Regions from separate parts of the Sus scrofa genome. Here region 2 is linked to region 1. Evidence: chromatin contacts called from public HiChIP or PLAC-seq data. All regions are on one chromosome and are shown on one strand. The core of a region is the stretch at or near the end of the contact, and the rest is flanking DNA. Distances in the headings are between cores, read along the strand shown. Region 1 holds the start of GLRX (glutaredoxin). Region 2 holds the start of LNPEP (leucyl and cystinyl aminopeptidase).

What was found. HiChIP or PLAC-seq counts read pairs in DNA pulled down with a chosen protein or histone mark.
Region 2: a contact with region 1 is called in an H3K27ac HiChIP or PLAC-seq map of alveolar macrophages. The contact joins the promoter of LNPEP here to the promoter of GLRX in region 1. A contact is called at or near these places in 1 of 5 promoter capture datasets (liver) and 1 of 2 datasets of contacts at active chromatin or transcription factors (alveolar macrophages).

What each region holds. Positions count from the first base shown.
Region 1 is chr2:102,436,454-102,439,153 of Sscrofa11.1, reverse strand. GLRX (glutaredoxin) reads left to right here and starts at 1,393. Exons shown (of 3, transcript NM_214233.1): 1 at 1,393-1,616. The coding sequence starts at 1,410.
Region 2 is chr2:103,566,958-103,569,657 of Sscrofa11.1, reverse strand. LNPEP (leucyl and cystinyl aminopeptidase) reads right to left here and starts at 1,292. Exons shown (of 18, transcript NM_001105291.1): 1 at 677-1,292. The coding sequence starts at 695.

The DNA.
Region 1 (2,700 bases), core at 144-2,643:
AGAGACAAAGAGAGGTGACAAGGACTCTGCCAGGAGCTTATTCAGGAAAGCTGAGGGCTGAGAAGTCCCAAGCCCTGAGGAGGCCCAGTCACCTCAGGCCTTCCCCCGCAACATGTTCCATTTGCTGACAGAGATCTTAACTATCAGTCCTTCTTTGTGTCTTAGCATCTGGGTTTCTTGCTTTGCCATTTAGCTTTAGTAATAATTAGAGCTGCTTCTGGGAATCAACTTTCTTCCCTTCTCTGGATGACATTAGGCTCCGGCTTCTGAAGGGACCATCAGTGAAGGTGGGCAGCTCTGGCGGGGGTCCTGATTTCAGTGTAAAACTTCCTGGGGAAAAGGAGAGTTCATTTTTAAAGGAGGTAGTATTCCCTGATTTCTTTATTTAACACCCTGCACGCAGAGGGGTCATAGTCAGTCCTGGAACAACAGACCTCACTCACCACCCCCTGAGCATGTGGGCACCAGGGAAAGAGCAGGTAAATGTGATGAATGTGATAAGTGAGTTATTACACCACGTCCTCGACTCAACAACAGTGAAAACAAAGGGTCATAAACAAAGGATCAAAGAGAGAAAAGGCCCCACATGGAATTGGCACTTTGAAATTAGGGTTTGTGTTAGAATTTGCTGCCTTGCGAAACTGCTGTCAAGGGTCACAAACTCAAACGCTAAGGAATGAGTGGCAGGTGTCCAGAAGGTAGGAGCCAGCACTCCCCAACCCCCATGCCTGTGGGCAGACCTGAGCATCTCAGCCCCAGCTACTGCCACACATGAGGGTGAACTGACTTTTCATAGAGGTGCCAAGTCTAGGTTCTTCTGTGAAATCCCCAGATGTTTAAATGTTGGAAATTCCATTAAACAGTCACAACAGCAAACAGTGCTAGCCAAGCAAGACAGGACGCAAAGCCACCATTTCAATTTCACTTCCTCTAAAGATATTTTGGCGCGTTCGTTCTGTTTCTTGAATGATTCTGTTTGCATGTGTCTTTAGGAACCGTGACTCTGAGAGAGACAACAAAGATTTAACTCTAAGAAGACCCTGCCTGCTCAGCCCACCCCCTCTGGGACTGGTCTGTACACTTAATGCTTCCTCAGAGAGTAAGGTGACTCTGCTCTTTTTCCAAGGATGGGCATTCCTAAAAGAGCTGAGGTCAGTGATGCCCTGGGCACAGCCGCTGATGATGACATGCAAGCATGCAAGCGCGCCTTCCTCCAGAGGTCTAGCTGGTGAATCACTCCAACTGAAATGACTTCGGGGCTGGCCCTTTAAAAGTTGAGCACGCTACCAGGCAAACTCCTCCTCCAGGGAGGTTCCTTTAAATGAAAGCCCGCTGGCTGGGGCCTCCGTTTTACACCCGAGCAATACCTTCTGTTGAGGTTTCCTCCGGGGAGGCAGCCGCCTGTCAGCATGGCTCAAGCATTTGTGAACAGCAAAATCCAGCCTGGGAAGGTGGTAGTTTTCATCAAGCCCACCTGCCCCTTCTGCAGAAAGACACAGGAGCTCCTCAGCCAATTGCCCTTCAAAGAAGGGCTTCTGGAATTTGTCGATATTACAGCCACCAGTGACACCAACGAGATTCAAGATTATCTGCAACAGCTCACAGGAGCCAGAACGGTGAGCCGGGGGTTTCATTCGGAAGGTTGGATAAAAGGCTCCCGGATTCCTTTTTCTTGCCTGGGGTGTGAACAGGGGATGCCTTTGCCTTCCTCTAGGACACCGCTAGGGCTCCGTCACTCCAGGCAGCGGGAGGGCTGTGTGGGGAGGGGGAGGGTGCCGGAGAGAAGACACTGCTTCCTTGAAAGGGTGGCTGGACTTCAGCCAAAGGTGCTCTCGGATCAGAGGACAGAGCACAGCTGACCGTGCTGTGCGTCAGGGTCATGGGCCCAGCAGCTGTCCTGGAGTCACTGAGGAGCTATCTGGAGTCTTTGTCTTAAGCACTGCCGAGAAGTGACAGTTTGAGGGCTGAAGTGGGAGGAGGGGTGGAGGAGCCAAGTGTGAGCTGTACATTTCTGTTGTTGAGTTAGAACCGCCGGCACTTTTTCCTCTGGGTTCACATGGCCAAGGAGGATTTGCTGCCCTTCAGTCTTACCTCCAGGATCTCTTTAAACTTAACCTAATTTGCTCATTTTTCCATATCCTATCTAACTCCTCCCAGGGAAGAACCTCATTCTAAATGACGGGATATTTCCAGACCTGTCAAGAGTAGGGAGGGAGGCCAGAGTCCGGATGGCTCTCACAATGGCTTGCTGGTTGATCCTGGCAAGTCACCTCCTCTGTGACTGCCAGCGACCTCCTGGCTGCAGCGCCACGCTGGAGTAGGCCACCTCTACTTCCTGTTTGCTGTGGACAGACAGTGAGACCCTAGGAGCCGCTCCCTTTCTGAAAAGGCTTCCTCTTCCTCAGCCAGCCAGCCAGGTCACCAGTAGCAGTTCAGGTGCTGGGGACGGGGGTTGGTGAGGGATGTCCCACCAGCTCAGCCAAGCTCCCTTTCAGGGTGCACATTCTACCACATGGTGTGCACAGAAGCATGTATCCTAGCTCAGGTTTAGTTTGACTTGCAGGGTTTTCTCTGGGTTCTTAGGGTAAAGAAGGGGAGGCTGTTTCTCTCCTACCTCTCTAGTCAGAAGTCAGCTTTCTGGTGCAGAGAGGGAGGGAGGCCATACATGTTACCCTATTGTTTCCAGGGCCCTGGCTGGGG
Region 2 (2,700 bases), core at 43-2,542, 1.1 Mb before region 1:
TGGTTATCGGAAGCCAGGGAAAGGAAGCTTGAACGCTCTGCGTAGTGCCTCCGCATCAGACTGGAGGGTGGCAATGCGGGGAGGAACCTCCTGGGAACACAGCAGGGGTGATCAAGCCTTTCTGCAAGTTTCTCCTCCTTCCACTAAATTAACCTGCTAAGCCCCCACCCCCACCCCGTCCTATTAGGAAAAGTCACGCCGGCAACTCGCTGAAGGACAGGGGGATAGCTCCCGCCGCACCACCGAAGTTGTCTTTGGTAAGGGCCGCGGCTTAACTCTTCCTGCCCAAAAGCTGTGGCCAACACCCCCTTCTCCCGGGCAAACGCAGCTGCCAACTTTCCCGTTGCCCCCTGATCTGCGCAAAACAGCCTAAACTTTGCTGTTCGCCCACCTGGGCGCGCAGCAGAGCGTACGGTCGGGCCACACCGACGACGCCCCCACCCTGGGCAAGCGATGGCACTGACCTTCACACCACTCCCCAACTCCGCGACACCGGCCGCCTCCCGCCCCCTCCCCCGAGCCTCGAACTGCTTTCCCCGTCCCTCTCCACTGCCCCTAAGCCCTCACGGGAAACCCGCGGTCGGTGCGACTGCAGCTCGACCTCGCGTGTCACACTGCCCACGACCCTCTTGCCCCAGAGAGCGTCTGACCCCGGGTCCTCCGGCCGCCCACTCACCATTGGTGAAGGGCTCCATCTTCCCCCGGCCGCAGCTCCTTACAGCAGGAGCGTCCAAGCTTCCTACTCCGAACGCTGAAGCGGCCCTACCAACTGAGCATGCCCAGCGCAGCGCCGAGGTCTGTCGGGGAGGTGCCGCGAACAGCGGCGCCGCTCCGCTCGCTCGAAAATCCACAGCTCCGTGTTTTAGCGACAGCTGCAGAGAGCGAGGGAAACTAGAGGAAAAAGCACTGCACAGGCCCCAGCGGATTCCAGGGAGTGAAGAGGAGGGAGAGGGTTAGATCTGGGGGCGGGCCGGGGGGGGCGTGACCGGAACAAGCCCCGCCCCTGACAGAAAAGGCCAGCAACTCGGTCTGTTTCAGTGCCCAGAACAGCGGTCAGTCATTAAGCAAATGTGATAGCCTATAACGTCCCGGCCAGGCCCGGCCCGGCCTTAGGAGCCGGGAACCCAGCTCCGCGCTGGTAAAACACAGTCATTGCCTCCGTCGAGGAGACATTCCAGAGACAGATAATAAACAAACACAAGACACACGAGATTGATATAAATGCCCAGCTCAGCATTAAATCTAGGTGATGTGACGGAGATTGAGTGGGTCGCTAATTCGGATGCTTGTTGAGGAGAGGCCTGGAAGGTGCCACTGTAGCCAAGATCTGAAGGCAAAGCAGGATCTATGGACGAAGGTCGCTCCCGGACTGCGAAGCTTCGGTTTCCCTGGGGAGTGTGGCCCCGGGGAGCTCACTCTGCTAAGGCTTGAGGGAGCAGGCACTGTGGGTCGTCTTGGCAGGGCTGCTGGCTCACATCACAGAGGTCCCATGCTCTCGGTGGCCTGACTGAAGTGGGGGAAGACCCCCAAGGAGTCTGGGCGGCTAGCGGATCGGGGCGCGGCATCTACAGGCAGGCGGATCACAAAACCTGGCACTGGATCAGACCGGGGCCGCGGGAGCCGCAGGATGTGGGCTGAAGGCCTGCCCCGCCAGCCTTAAATCAACACCTGCGGCTCCCCGGGGTGCAGCCGCTGCTGCAGGTGGCCAGGCCAGCAGAGCTAGGCCGGAGAAAGCGAAACTCTCTTTGTCGCCCCCGCCCTCCAGCACTGGAGCCCTCAACTCCAGTCTCCAGCCCCCATAGTTTCCAGTGTCAAAGCCGGGCGACCCGGCGAACCATTGAAATGAAATAACCAGGGGCCTGGGGAGCCCGGGTGATGCTCTTCCAGGCCTCACTTCATCATCCCTTGCTCTCTGTGCGGATCGCCGCTATGCTGCGGAGTTCGGGGCGCGCTGCATCGCCTCCTGCCCCTCATCGCTCTTCTGTCCTCCCCAAACGCAGCCTTGGCCTCAGCAGCAACTTGGCTCCCGCTGTGCCTCACTGCGCCTGCCAACTGTCACACGCTTCTCTGAGGCTGTCAACAGCAGGGCGTCCGGTGCAAACAAGCCCGTGGCAAGCGCAAACAGCCTGGGCAAACAGGGCTGGCAGTACTGTTTGTTGTTTGACCTGCGTGGGAAATTGAAATTAGGTTTCAAAGAAGTAAAATCCAAGTAAAATATTGTATTTTGCAATATTGTATTCTTAAATGTCTGTTGAATTAAATCACCCACTTGCGCTTTAAAATCTCCAGTGGCTACCAATCACACTTAGGATAAAAGCGAAACTCTTTCCCTAACTCTAGGACTTTATCTCCTACACGTGCTTACTATGCTTTGTCCACAGAGGCTTTCTGGCTGTTCCTTAAAGTCGCCAATTTACATTAAACCATTCCAACTGCATGGTCCTCATGGAAGAACTGTTCCTTCTGCATGGTACTTCGACTGCTGGTTCCTTCTTGTATTTTAAGTCTCATCTCAAAGGGCTTCTCTGAGAAGAGCTCTTTCCTGGCCACACAATGGAAAATAGGTGCAAACATGGTCTATTCTATAAAGACTGGGTTCTGCTTTATTGTAGTCACAGCACTTAAGGCTCTCAACGTTTTGTTTGTTCTTACATTACTATGAATCTTCCTCTCAAGAATGCAAGGCAGGGTCATTACCTT